Regions from separate parts of the Arachis hypogaea genome. Here region 2 is linked to region 1. The links are chromatin contacts, called in public Hi-C maps. All regions are on one chromosome and are shown on one strand. Each heading gives the region's core, a stretch centred on a gene start, on an enhancer-like site or on the middle of the called end of the contact. The rest is flanking DNA. Distances are from core to core; before and after follow the strand shown. Region 1 holds the start of LOC112730237. Region 2 holds the start of LOC112727702 (BTB/POZ domain-containing protein At5g48800).

Evidence for each region. A called contact is a pair of places that touch in the nucleus more often than the background predicts.
Region 2: a contact with region 1 is called in a Hi-C map of leaf, with 2.8 times the contacts expected there. The contact joins the promoter of LOC112727702 here to the promoter of LOC112730237 in region 1. A contact is called at or near these places in 2 of 8 Hi-C or Micro-C datasets (leaf and an unstated tissue).

Annotation. Positions count from the first base shown.
Region 1 is chr12:90,767,507-90,774,564 of arahy.Tifrunner.gnm2.J5K5, forward strand. It overlaps LOC112730237, which reads left to right and starts at 4,336. Exons shown (of 1, transcript XM_025780335.1): 1 at 4,336-5,220. The coding sequence starts at 4,336. The coding sequence ends at 5,220. It overlaps LOC112727698 (coatomer subunit delta), which reads left to right. Exons shown (of 12, transcript XM_025777564.2): 8 at 103-298; 9 at 393-546; 10 at 850-912; 11 at 1,018-1,114; 12 at 2,149-2,443. The coding sequence ends at 2,238. It overlaps LOC140177334 (a long non-coding RNA gene), which reads right to left. Exons shown (of 2, transcript XR_011869163.1): 2 at 6,465-6,991.
Region 2 is chr12:90,993,120-91,000,699 of arahy.Tifrunner.gnm2.J5K5, forward strand. It overlaps LOC112727702 (BTB/POZ domain-containing protein At5g48800), which reads right to left and starts at 2,828. Exons shown (of 4, transcript XM_025777567.3): 1 at 2,406-2,828; 2 at 1,140-1,206; 3 at 1-1,046. The coding sequence starts at 2,806.

The DNA.
Region 1 (7,058 bases), core at 3,086-5,585:
TTGTCTCATTATTTTCTTTCATGACTGGTTTTGAATGGATACATTGATAGGGGAAACAATTCAAAATAGTTGATAACATGCATTTGTGCGTTGTTTTAACAGGTTCAGACTGGTGAAAATCAAGGTGTTTCATTCAAGACACACCCCAACATGAACAAAGAATTATTTGCCAATGAAAATATACTAGGCTTAAGGGACGCCAATAGGCCTTTCCCTACTGGTCAATCTGGCGATGCTGGTATTGGCCTTCTTAAGTGGAGAATGCAAAGCACTGATGAGAAAATGGTGCCACTCATAAGTCAGTTATATCTTAATATCTATAATTGATGTGCTTTATTATTTGTTGTTCTGTGCTCTAAAAACTTATGGTTTGACATGTATGTCTCTTGCAGTAAACTGCTGGCCCTCCTCTTCAGGAAATCAAACTTATGTCAACATAGAGTATGAAGCTTCATCAATGTTTGATCTGCAGAATGTTGTGATCTCAGTACCTCTTCCTGCTCTTCGAGAAGCACCATCTGTTAATCAGATTGATGGAGAATGGAGGTATGGGTTTTTTAAGGCTTCATAATCCCAGGGACAACCTTGACTTGTGTGTTGAATTGAAGTTTTCATTGCATGAGTTTGTTGTTTCATTAGAAATGTTTTTTGGTTTGTTTTAAAGATTTGCAATCCTTAAAGAACTGATTAGATGCACATGAATTAGAGTGATCTATAAAGCTAATGTTTCTATCATTGGAGGGCCCAAATCATCACTATATGATTTTTCTCTTTTTGTGGTTCTAAATGATTTTATTGTGATAACAATCTTGCTCCTTTTACTTTTCCCCAATAAAATTGGCTTTGCAGGTATGACCCAAGGAATTCCATTTTGGAATGGTCTGTTATTCTGATTGATAATTCAAACCGCAGGTATGTTGCCATTAAGAGTGACATTTTATTAAAAAATGAATTATGCTATGTTATTATCTTTGTATTATCGAATTTCTTTCCAACTATAATAACATTATTTGGCAGTGGATCGTTGGAGTTTGTTGTTCCACAAGCAGATTCATCATCTTTCTTTCCCATAGCAGTCCGTTTTATGGCCACTAACACATTCAGTAACCTGAAGGTTTGTTTCGATTTTATGTTTTCCGCATCTGATTTTAATTGTTGCCTTGGATATATCATCTTATTTCAACAATATGTCAAATTGATCCAATTGAAACTGATACATTTATATGACTGGGAAGGTCTATATCATGGATTAATAGTGTATCTTTTCCTACTTTCCTTCAATTCCTATTTACCATCATCATCTTCTGTATTGACTTCTTTCTAACTCTAGGTAATATAATATAGCCTCATAGAAATCTTCTAACTGATAAATGAAATAAAAAGTTGATATAATTTGTCTTGAAAATTTTAAAACTAATGAATTCTTTTTATTTGCTTATTTGAGGATGTATAATTTCTCATCATTTTATAGTTGGCACACAATAGCTGAAAATTGAGGTTTAAATAAATGTTTTGTCCTTGCTTCCTAACATATAACTTTACTCCCTACAAAGTTTTTATTTTGGTCTGATCTAAATATTTTTTGAAGATCAGCATAAATGGCCTTTGAAAATTTTATAATGTTGTTTTCATCCTTGTTCGCATTATTTGGGGACTTCTCTTATTTTGTGTTGTCAATTAATTCATAATATGCACACTTATGAAAATTTGGAAATTGGGACTAGAGCCAAAACATTCTACAGAGCAAAACAGAAATGAAGTATATTTATAAGAGTTTGATTATTATGCTATGCCTCGATGCCGTAAGAGTTTATATTGTCGTTCAATTATTTTTTGGTTTTTCACGGTATCCTCCAACCCGACAGGCTAATAATTAATCTGTCGCAGATTGTAGCTCCATTTAAGCGTTTGCCAGCCAATGGGTTGCTACGTTATTGTCATTCAATTACGAGTATTTGTAGGTCTTAAGTTAATGGATGGTTGATTGGAACACTTCCATTATGTGAAGCCTTTTTACATTGATAGTACATCGATATTAAATCCTACTTTTTAGGACCAAAAAGATAATTAAGCTGAAAACCCTGATTTAATGGTTGGGAATATTTTCATTTGACACATAACCCTCTCCCTTGTGTGTTCTGTCTGCAGGTTACCAATATCATACCAGTAAAGGGTGGTAACCCCCCCAAATTTTCTCAGAGAACGCAATTGATCACAGAAAACTACCAAGTTGTGTGATTGATATTTTAGTCCAATCTACTCAATAACAGTTTTCTTTTACAATAGATGATTCATGATTCATACTTAGGTTTTCACTTGCCAAGAGAAAGCACAAAGTAGGATTTATTGCAAGTAATGAGAAACTTAGAATGTCTCTTTTGTATGTAGAGGCAAATAATTATTCTTATAGCTTATAATTCAAGATTCATCTTATATGCCCAAATGTCTCCATTGCTTTTTATCTTAGGTATAATAGATTCTGTCATATAAATATTTGTCAACTAAATAATTATCAATTTAGTTCATAAATTACTAATCATGATTATGGATTTCTTGTAAAATTTACATATTTGTTGAGCTAATAATAGAAATTTGATGGATTAATAATTGAGAAATATTATGAATATGAATGTGAATAGTGAATTTTATTTTAGAGAAAAATAAAAGTTATTCATATCCTAGTCTAAAAAATAGCCCGACCCAAAATGAGGATGGTCCAATTCTCGTAAGGACTCCATCTCTATCTATCCGATCTCATAAAAATCGAATTGAACGGTGCCAATCCTGCTCTACCTACGCGAATCAATGAACTAACTCTAACAATTTCTCCCATACTTTCAAAAGGGATATCTCAACAACCCCGAGTAGGGGATGATTATCCACTATCAAAGGTGGAACTATTCCAAAGGGTAGTTAGAGACTCTATAATTATAAATATCCGAACTCTCTCAAGTATACTCAGAACTCAAACTATTAAAAACCTGCTTAAACTTTTGCTAATTTAAGCATTAGAGTTCCTTGCAAGTACCACCCCCACCTCCTCACAAGGAACTCGAACGGCAGCATCTCGATACTAGCTGAATTCGGATGCTGCCTCGAAAGAAGTTTGGACCTCATGTCCAGGTCCAAAAGCAATCCAATTTCAGGTAACTGTCGAAACATTGGCGTCGTTGCCATGACTTGAAAGGCTACACCCAACCATAGCGGACGGTCAGTTTGAAGACAGACGTACAACATCCAAATCAGAACCGAAACCTCACAACGATTATCGTGCAATAGTAATACCCCCTCGACAAGATAGAGCGGGTGGTACTAGTAGGGAGGGAACGTCGGAAAATCCTCACCTAAAAGAATCAAGTCAGAGATACATCCACCAGAGAATGAGGAGCATCTGCATCCGACAGAACTCATTGGACACCAAGAACGACCGGAACAGCTCGAATAGGAAATAGAGCGACAAAGAAAAGCTGGGAGAGATCTAAGAAGAGAGGTATGACGATGAAGAAAACTAGAGAAAAGAACTTTTGAAGTTAGAAGCCGAATTGCAAGGTCGGAATAATCAAGCGAATCGGGAAGAAATCCATTTTGGAGGGGAAGATCTATTTGTTGAGGAGATCATGCGGGTCAAAGTTCCTAGAAATTTTAAAAGTACTAACATAAATCTCTATGATGGAACAATCAACCCGAGATACCAGGCCACCTGAGTAATTTCAAAAGTCGGATGTATTTGACTGATGCTTCAGATGCAACTCGTTGCAAAGCTTTCCCAACAACGCTGACTAAGACAGTGATGAAATAGTTTGATAGTCTGCCACCCAAGTTTGTGACCTGCTTCGACGACCTCGCAAGAAAGTTTCTTACTCGATTCTCCATCCAGAAAGATAAAGTGAAGCACATCCCGAGCCTTTTGGGAGTCAAGCAAGAGGTCGGAGAAACCCTCGTTTATATGGAAAGATTCAACAAAGCTTGTTTGGAAGTCCAGAACCTACCCACAAAAGAAGTAATAATAGGACTAGTCAATGGTCTCAGAGAAAGCTTTCTCCCAATCCATATCAAAGAGGCACCCGACCTCCCTGAACGAAGAGTGAGCAGAAAAGTACATCAACATGGAGAAAAAATGCCCGTCTAAGAGAACTTGCTCCCAAACAAAATCATCCTTATCAAGCTCAGGACAAAGAGAAAGAAGCAAAGAAAAGGATGGGTACAGCTCGCACAAGCCTCGAAGGTACCATAACTACATCCCCTATGAGTTTCTTTTGTCGACATTTATAGGGAGATCTACAACACTAAAAAATTTCCATTTCCTCGCCCCATAAAAAACAAGGCGGAAGTTGGATGGAATACTGTGAATATCATAAGATATATGGGCATTCCACCAACGATTGTTACGACTTGAAAAATATAATAGAAAAACTGGCCAGAGAAAGTCGGTTAGAAAGGTACCTGGTAGAAAGATCTGACGATCAGGGGAAAAGAAAAAAAAAAGAAGAGGAAGATAGAAGTCAACGAGATCAGCCAACACGAACTCCTGACAAACACATCCACATGATAGTCGGAGGATTTGTGGGATGTGGAGTAACCAAGTCTTCCTGCAAAAGACATTTGAAAGGAGTTTATCAAGTTGAAGAAAAGGATGAAGTCCCCGAATTGCCTATTATTTCCTTCACAAAGGAAGATGCACAAGAAATAACACTAGGGCATGATGATCCCGTTGTAGTCACAATGATACTTGCCAATACAAATCTTCACAGGACTTTGGTAGACCAAGGAAGCTCGGCCGACATCTTGTTTACGCCTGCCTTGGACAAGCTGGAATTGGAAGAAAATGAGTTAAGAGCATACCCTGACACTCTTTACGGGCTGGGAGACACACCCATCCAACCTCTTGGTTTCATTCCGTTGCACACCACTTTTGGTAAAGGAATGAAATCTCGAACTTTGAGTATAGACTACATTGTAGTTAACGTAGCCTTAGCTTACAATGCCTTGATAGGTCGGACGACGTTGAACCGACTTGCTATAATCGTCTCTACTCCTCATCTTTGCATGAAATTTCCGATTTCAAAGGGAATAACCCCCATAAGAGGAGATCAAAAATTGGCAAGGAGGTGTAACAATGAAAACTTGAACCTGTGCGGATGTACAAAAGGAAAAGAGATCAATACTATTGAACTCAGAGGTGTCCAAACACGAGAAAAGTTGAGGCCACAACCTGATTGAAAAATAGAAGAAGTGCAAATAGGAGACCAAGATGGAAAAACTACAAACATAGGAGCCAACTTGAACGACAAATTGAAGACAAATCTTGTCAAGCTCGTCGTCTATCCGAGCTCATGACCTATACAACAAAAACGACAAAAGCTCAGCCTCGAAAGAACACAAGTCATTGAAGAACAGGTACAGGCTTTGTTAGATGCCAGGTTCATAAGGGAAGTGATGAGCGAAATTCGAAGCCCATGGATACTAGCAAGTGCACTAGATCGTATAAGTAATACCACAGTGAATGGATATCGTTCCCACGAAGATTAAAGGATTGAACAAGTAAATTTCTGATTAAAAAGCCTAATTAGATTAATAAAACCTGATTGATGATCGAAGAGGGCAAGAGAGTGTCTTGCTGAGAGCCTTGAGAATCTTGAATGTTAAATGCTTGGATGCCACGAATAGTGAGCTTGAATGATGAATTAAGAGAAGACAGTAATGATGAGAGCCAAGGGCTTTGGAGATGCTTATACTTTTAGGAAAACCAATCTTGTTTATTTATCTTGAAGTTTGCAAAGATCTTTCACGACAAAATCTTTAGTAACTAATTTCAAATTCCTTGACTCCTTAGTTTCTCAAGTATTAGTTAGGCGTCAATTAGTTAATCAAGAGATTAAGCACAAAAACTTATTTTAAATTTAAATAAGATTTAAAATTAGTCCTTAGGTCAAATTATATGTCACGTATTCAAGATAGTCTTGTCCAGTTAAATCTTAAAAGAAAATATAATTTTCAAAAGTTGTTTTAATCCGAATTATATATTACTTATTCAAAATTAGAGTGATTGAAAATCATGTATGTGTCACACACTAATTGAACTACTATTTCTAGCCGAATTTAAATAGTCATGTGAAAGAGTTTCAAGCTTTGATTCAAATATCAAAATTTTCAATTATACTAAAAGAATCCAAGAAGAATTAGCTTATCTTTCGATCCACTAATCCGAATGAAGAACGAATAACTCAATCATGAAATAGATCAATGCAAGACTTCGAAATAAAATAAACGTAAGTTAATTATCCATAGAAAACATAAACAGAGCTCCTAACCCTTTGACAAAGGATTAATTACCCATGAAGAAGTAAGAAAAACAAGAAGAAGAGCGGTAGTCCGAGAACTTGATGATCTTCTCAGTGAGCTATGCTCACTTATTTATAGCCTAAATTCTAAAATTCAAAAATAGTAAACTAATCATATCCTTCAGAGAGAGATAAGATAACTACTTATTTTCCGGAGAAAAAGATAAGATACTGACTTCAATTTCAAATTCAAATCAAAATCTAAACGATCAAATCTCTTATGATTCTAGACAGAATCAATAAATAATCTTCTAGAGTCTTCAATCTTCTGGATGTGATTAAGACTTCTAATGATGTGAATAATTAAGTTTGGGTCTTAATTTGTGGAATCTTGGACGTTGAGAGTTGTAGTTGATTCGGGCTTGTATTAGTGAAAGATTGAGCAAAAAACCCAAAATTTCACTTGCATGAAGGAGATCCGCCAGCCGTGGATCACTGGCCGCTGGGCGTGTATCAAAGGAGTGCTGGGTCCGCCGGGCATGGATCAGAACTGTTGGGCGTGCATGCCTTCCGCCAAGCGTGCGTGTGTTATACACTGACGTGTATGTCTTCATTTTCCTTGGGCCACGCTTCTTGGGCCAAGCTGTTATTTCTTTTATGTTTTTCTTGTGAAAAAGCCTTATTTTTGCTACTTTTTGAGTCCAAAATTCCTGAAAATATAAAAACACTATTCAAACTCCAAATATTTGATTATTTATTAAATTATATTAGAAAACA
Region 2 (7,580 bases), core at 1,578-4,077, 220 kb after region 1:
GCCAGGTAATTATCAACTAATTTCGCAACCTTAACCAACGCAGTCTGCGAAGGCGAACGTGGGCTATCGGATTCAAAAACCGAAGCGTCTTCTAAATCATCTTCACTATCATCTTGCTGACAAAAATTCACCAGAATCCTATGAACCGTGTCAACATCAAACAATGTGTCGCCGGCGTGCCGGAAAGACGGAATCAGGATATCATCAAGAGTGGCAATATCTAGCTGCGATCCGATCCTTCTTTCAAGATCGAGCCGCGAGGCGATCGCGCAATCCAGCATCACCGCGCTTCGAAGAAGGCCAAAGAGAAAGTTTATTGGAACTGCAAGCTTCTCAACAGGCAAAAGACTAACGATTGCTTCAACCACAAGCTTCTCGTGCTCGCTCGAATTCGCATCCACTTTAGTCTCCCTAGATGGATTCCACAAGCTTGATTTCTTAGTCAACTCCTTCTGAGCATAATTCACTAGCGAAGCGCCGATACTCTCTGGCCGAACTCCGCGGCATTTCATTGCCGTTATGACTCTCTGAAACATGTCAATTCTAAGAACAGAGAGATCTTCGATCCACCAATCGCCATCGCATTTCGCCTGCCGGCTCATATGTAACCTCCCTGAACTGCTGTACTCCAATCTTGAGAAGCTAGAAGCTATCTGTTCGGCGCAGGCTTTCGAGGCGATGGCGTCGATGCACCGGCTAACAATCTTCAGTTCATCCGCCAGAGGCAGCAGGCTTTCGCACTGCTGCAAGACTTGCACACACATTTCAAGATTCTTGCAGACAATGCTGTCCAGATACTCCTCGGCTCGCGAGCCGAGATTGTCCTTGGAGAAGTCCTCCGACATTTCTAGATAGTCCGAAACACAGCATAGCTGAGCAACGTTTGTGGAAGTGATCTCGAAGTTTATTCCGTAGCAGAATTTTGCTGCTAGCTCAAAGCATTCTGCTCCTCCTGGTAGATTAAGAAGCTCCACTCTTGAGATGTCGGAATCTCTGTGCTCCGCGACTAGCCTCCTTATCCGGCCGCTTCGCGAGACCAGAGGAAACTTCATACACAAGTAAAAGAAAATGCAAGGATTATAGATGGAAATTTTGTAGAAGCATTATTCAAGTAATGAGTAAAGTTGGTAGACACTTACCTTGTGTAATGAAAATGTTCCTCCACCAACTTCTATAGTTATATCACTTGGTACATCCCGGAAAATCCTACAACAGATTAAATGTGTTAATTTTTCAAAATAAAAAGTATGAGCTTGTCAAGTTCAAGAATGAGATTATCACTGTTGAGTGTAGGTTGAGGAAAATTTCTTAGCAACAAAATAAAATCATAGGATACAAAGACACCTAATTAGTCAGTGTGAATTGCCACTTGCTGTGGACTTAAAAAGATAAGAATAAAGAAAAGGATTTGTGATTATATAGCAAAAGTAAGTTGCTCATTCAATAATAGCATGGTAGCAGATTGAAAATATAAATATGATATATGATTTTTTTGTCTCCCAAGTAAATGATATTATTACCTGCATTAATTCAATAAACGACCAGAACTTAAGAAGAAAAGAAATAATTTTTGAAAGGAAACCCATTTAGCTTGTAGCGCAATTAATTTAGATAAAATCACGCTGCTTGAAAAAAATGTTGGCTGAATTTCAAAACAAGTTTTGTCGATATGACGAATTTCTAGCTTAATTAAAAAAGAAGAAACTTGTCAGATTATCCCTTACTCAAGAGAGAAAGAGAAAATTATAAAATCATACATTTATATAACAAGAAATAGAACAAATATTTTAACCATAGATACTATATGTCCATATACTATGCAAACTACAACAAAGTTGAAATCACAAACTCTGTTCTCTAACTAGCACCAAACAAAGAACACAATTCACAACAATAATTTAGATTGAATTGCAGGACAATTTAGATGTCCAGATCAGCAACTTTGCAGGGCAGTGAGTTCATTGAAAGCATAGTATATCATTCTTTTCGAACAGATCTTTGATCATGTTATTCAACCAACAACAAGAACAGAAGAACCAAGGAAGAAGAATTTGAACGACGACAACAAATTTTTTTAAGAAAAAGAAAAAATTTGGAGATTTTCAAGTGAATGCACAAGGCTAATCAATAAATCACACAATACAGCAAAGACTAAACAATTCTGTTTTTGAAAAAACCAGTAATCCCAGTTAGTTAAGAAAGTGCCACAAGTCACAACAAAAACAGAATTTGCATAAACAGAAACTCACCTTTTATAGCAACAAACTTATTAACATATTTTTCCCCTATGAAGGAAAACAAAAAACAGGTAAAACCGAACAACCCTTTTATGTAAAAGAAGAATTCTGTTTATTTTATATCTGTTTTTTTCAAAAAAAAAAAAAAAGGAAAACAGTGAAACAAACCATTCACTGCATCTTTGCCTGGCACACTTTGCCAGAGGCAACTGCTGCTGGTGCTGCTGTTTGTCAGTACGGTCCATAGAGAAAAAAGAGTGATGAAGAGAATGTGAAGTGAAAGAGAGAAAAAGTGTTGCAGTGGTAGTTTTAGATTTAGTTTTAGTGGGTCTAAGGAAGTAGTAGAAGTGATTGTTGTGAAGTGAGGAAAGAGACTGAGTTGGAAGAAGTGTAGATGTTGCTGTTGTTGTGTGAGTTCTTCGGCCATTGTGGGTTTTTTTTTTTTTTTCTTGAAGATGTGGGTTCTGAATGCATAGATTGCTATTGTCCAAAGCAAATGGGTCCTGTGTTGTGGGACATGCTTTGCTTTTTAATAAGTTGTTATTATTGTTAGCTTCTCTCTCACTCATAAATGACTCAATGTAGTGGAGCAGTGACACAAATGAATGCAAATTCTACTGTTATTTAAGCAATAATTCTATTCTATTTTTGCATCCTCCCAATATATCATAGATATAAAATCATGTATATATTCAATCCTGCTACGTTACCAACAGTATTTCTGCCAACTTCTGCCAATTTTTATTTATAACTGTATTTAATGAAAGTGTCTTTATGGATGTGTCTAATAAAAATATCTTTTTTATGATTGTGTTTAATAAAAATGTCTTTATAAATATATTTTCTGGATATATCTTTTTATATGTGTTTAAAATATAATAATTAATTATTATTGGTAATAAGTTGACAAATAATATATTGGTACCCTATACTTTTCCTATTTTTATTGCCTAACAATTTAGTAAAGCAGTTCGTTTACAAACACTTTATATTAACACAGGATTTGAAAAGAAGTTGCATTTAAAAAATATAATATACGCAATCTAATTTTATAATTATATTAGTGACTATTTTTATAGATTAAACTCATGATTTTAAAATCATATAGAAATAACTTAACTATTATTTTAATATTTTTTTATTGCCTAACAATATAGCATGAGATAAAAAATTTTATAACTATTACCAGATTTTTAATTTGTTGATTGATCATTTTTTTTTTAAATAGAAGATAAAAAAATTTAGTATAAAATAAAATAAAATAAACATGTAAGTTGTTTAAATTTATAATAAATTCTTGTGTAAGTAGATATATTAGATATGAAATTATTTATATATATTAATCTAATGAGTTAAATTTTAAAAGATGATTTGGTCGTAACAATTCGGCTTCCAATGTGATTAGATATCTAAAGTGATAATATTTTTAAAGTAATGGATTAAAAATTAATCATCATTGAATTTGTGATTTTTATCATGTGTGAGTTTTATTATTTTGATTTAAAAGTGATTAAATTGTGACTTTATTACTTTATCAACTTTTTTAGTTTAAAAGAACTTGATCCAACATAATAAATTATCAGATGAAATTGTTAAAATAAATAGTAAAAACAGTAAAACTCTTAAAAATTAAGAGCTGTATAAAAATAAAAAGGGTAAAGTATATTTTTTGTCCTTGAAGTTTGGCAAAAGTTTTAAAAATACCCCTAAGTTTTATTTTGTTTCAATTTTGTCCCAAAAGTTTTCGATTTGCATCAAATATACTCTCGGGGACTAAATTTTCAAAAAATTTAAGGCCAATATAACAATAATGCATGAAAATTATACTTGATTTGCTTGTGTTGAGGGGTTGTTCTTATGAAATTGTTGTTGAATCGATCTTAAATTTTTTGAAAAATTAGCCGTTCAGGGGTATATTTGATACAAATCGAAAACTTTTGGGACAAAATTAAAACAAAATAAAACATAGGATATTTTTAAAACTTTTGTCAAACTTTAAGGACAAAAAATATACTTTACCCAAATAAAAAATAATGAACTAAAAACACTATAAAATTTCAATTCAAAATAATCTTTTAGCATAACTAATATGTGTTCTCTAAAGACACATGATAAAATTATTATTAATATAAATTTTTAAATTTATTCTTTAAATAAATACAAAAGAATTGTATTATAAATTTAAATTTTTTATATTTTTTATAAAAAGTTTTTTAATATATAATTTTAATATGTGTTTTAAAAACAGAAGATAGCTAAGTCCTTCTTTTTTTTTCTTCCCAAGATTTCTTGCATTTGTTCTTTTGCCTAATTTTAACCCTTCGTATATTTTTACAATTCTACACACAAAATAAATGGGCAAAAGCATTTTGGTAAATAAATATGCGTAAGATACTAAAATAGTGAGCATTAAGTCATTAACCCAGCATTTACGGTTTCAATTCCTTAAATTATGTAAACGGAGTCAATGATTGTGCGTGAATAAGGCACTCCTATTTCTATTGTTCGGGGCTTTCTTAATTATTTTATTTTATTTAATTTCTATGGTTTCTTTAAGCAGTTAAAGAGGCGCGAAAGAAGGGAAAGGAAGGAGGGTTTTGTTCACAAAAAGTCAAAAAATGTAAACTCACTGAAACAGGAATGAAAGGAGGGAACAAAGTTGTTAAAACAGGTTCTTTGACAATTTTGTCACCTTTCTCTTTTTGTCCCCTTTCACTCCTAACTTAAACATTTTAATTTAGGTTTAGCTAATATGTATTTATTAAGAATACATGTTAAGATTAGTGATTGATTTTTTTATATATAAAATCCATACAAAACTTAAAATTTTAATATATCTATTATGTATTTATTAAAGTAAAAATTATATTAAAATAATTTGTATATATATAAAATGTTTGATAACAAAATAAATTAATCAAAAATAGTTAAAATTTATTTTATTTAATATTTATTAATTATAATAATAATTAATAAAAACTAAATAAAATAAATTTTTTTATCTCCCTTATTAGATACATATTAACTAAACATGGCCTTTTAATATTCATACTTATAATATTGCTTTGCACCGTTTAATTGAATCCTCTTGTCAAGCCATATACATATTGGTGGTCTCACCTTACTTTTAAAACCAGCAAATTAGATATCAATTACTTTTGTCACAGAATTTGTGGACTCCATTGAGAACCCTGTGGGTCTATATCACAAATATTTTAAATGAAAAATAATAGAGACTCAATTATTTTATAGGTTTAATTATTCTTTTGTCTTTATAGTTTTGTGAAATTTTCAATTAGGTCTTTATACTTTTTTTTTTAGTTGGGTCTCTGCACCAATTTTTTTTTTCAATTCGGTCCCTTTTAACAGTAATTGGTTTAATTATATAGGGATTTAATTAAGAAAAAAATTAGTACAGGGACCCAAATATAAAAAAAAAAAAAGTATAAGGACCTAATTAAAAATAAAATTTGGTGCAAGGACTCAATTAAAAAAAAGTATAAAAACACCTAATTAAAAATTTCATAAAACTATAAAGACCAATAGAGTAATTAAATTTATTTTATATGATTCAGATATATTATTTTTTCTAATCAATACCTTAATTTTAATGTACGGTTAAGAAACCTTTCTGAATAAGACAGGATACAACATATCAGGTTACATGTTACATGTTTCATATGTGTAAAAGTTCCTTATTTTAATTTGTTTGTTAGAAGGTGCTTTCAATACTAAGCTCAAAAAGTCTAATAAATAAACTATTAAAGAAAAAAAAAAAAGAAAAATTCTAAATTATGAATTCAATAAATCCTCGTTTCACAAGTTTTAGGGTATGTTTGTTAGGATGATGAACGGAGAAAATGGCAAAGAAAAGAATGATAGTAGGATGATAGTAGGGCAACTTAATGGAGCACTAGAGGAATTATTTTATAAAAAATACTATATATACATACAAAATCAATCATTAAATTAACTACTAATTTTTAATATATATTTTATATTTTAACATATATTCTATTTAAATATGATGAAAATGATTCTTGCAAAAGTTGGTAAATATCTTAGGTTATATATTTGATTTTATAATAGAATAAAACACAAAAATTAATATTTTATATTTTATTTGATGATAAATTAAATATAATATAAAAAATTATGAAAAGTCTAATTTATTTTTTTTCACACAAATTTAAAAAAATATAAATATAAAAATTATAACAAAAACAAAAAAATATATATATTTCTTACTAGTATCTCTATACTGCTATTATTAAAAATATAAAATATATTAATTTAATATCTTAAAATATAATATTGTGTTTATATTTCACTTATCAAATATAATTTTGTATTTTGTAGATTTTTATCTCAGTGTTCCATATTTATAAATAAATAGTAACGTTAATAAAGAATTAGGCCAAGAAAGGTCAAATAAAGAGATTGTGATTGATTTGCATTTATTTTGGAGTTTTTTGCAATTAAATGTGACGTGGGTAATAATGTTAACTTCCAAGGCTGATACACCGAAGGAAATTTCTGATTGTACACCAATAAGGGCGATGGGTTTATATAAGGTGGTGGCAAATATATAAAACTGGTTCGTTTGAGATTCACACACAATATAATAAGAAACACAAATACATGATGGGATCCTTATAGCAAACGAGGAATAGTGCATTGGCTTAGAAAAGAAGATTGTTTTGCTAATTAATAAAGTGGAGTTTCATGAAGTCTATGATTCAGATGGAAGTTTGTGGTCGATCAAGTAATTTGTGGCTCTCAAACTTCCAACAGCGGAGAGTAAAACCAGCTTGAGAGAGTGTTAAGTTAGACTAACCAAAGAGAGTGAAAATAGCATTGTATAAAAATTTGAGTAAAAAAATTGGATAAAGTATTTTTTAAAAAACTTTTTAAAAATATTTTTTTAATTTTATTTTATTTTAATTTTTTTACAAAATATTTTATTTCATCAATTATATTCCTAATAGCTAAATTTTTTAAAAATTTAGGACAATCCAACAATAATATTTAGGTTAAGTTATGTTAAAGGTTGTTTTTGTAAAATTATTTTTGAATTGGTACTAAATTTTTTGAAAAATTAGCTATCACAAATATATTTGATACAAATTAAAAATTTATGAGACAAAATTAACATAAAATAAAATTTAAATATATTTTTAAAATTTTTGACAAATTTAAAAAACAGAAAATATACTTTATATTACCCAAAATGATTACATACATTACAAAATCTTCTGTGAAGGTGTGTTGCAAGCAGAGAGATTATGGAAGGATATTGTGATGATTTATACTTTTACTAGAAGTGTTTGGAAGGTAAGGGCT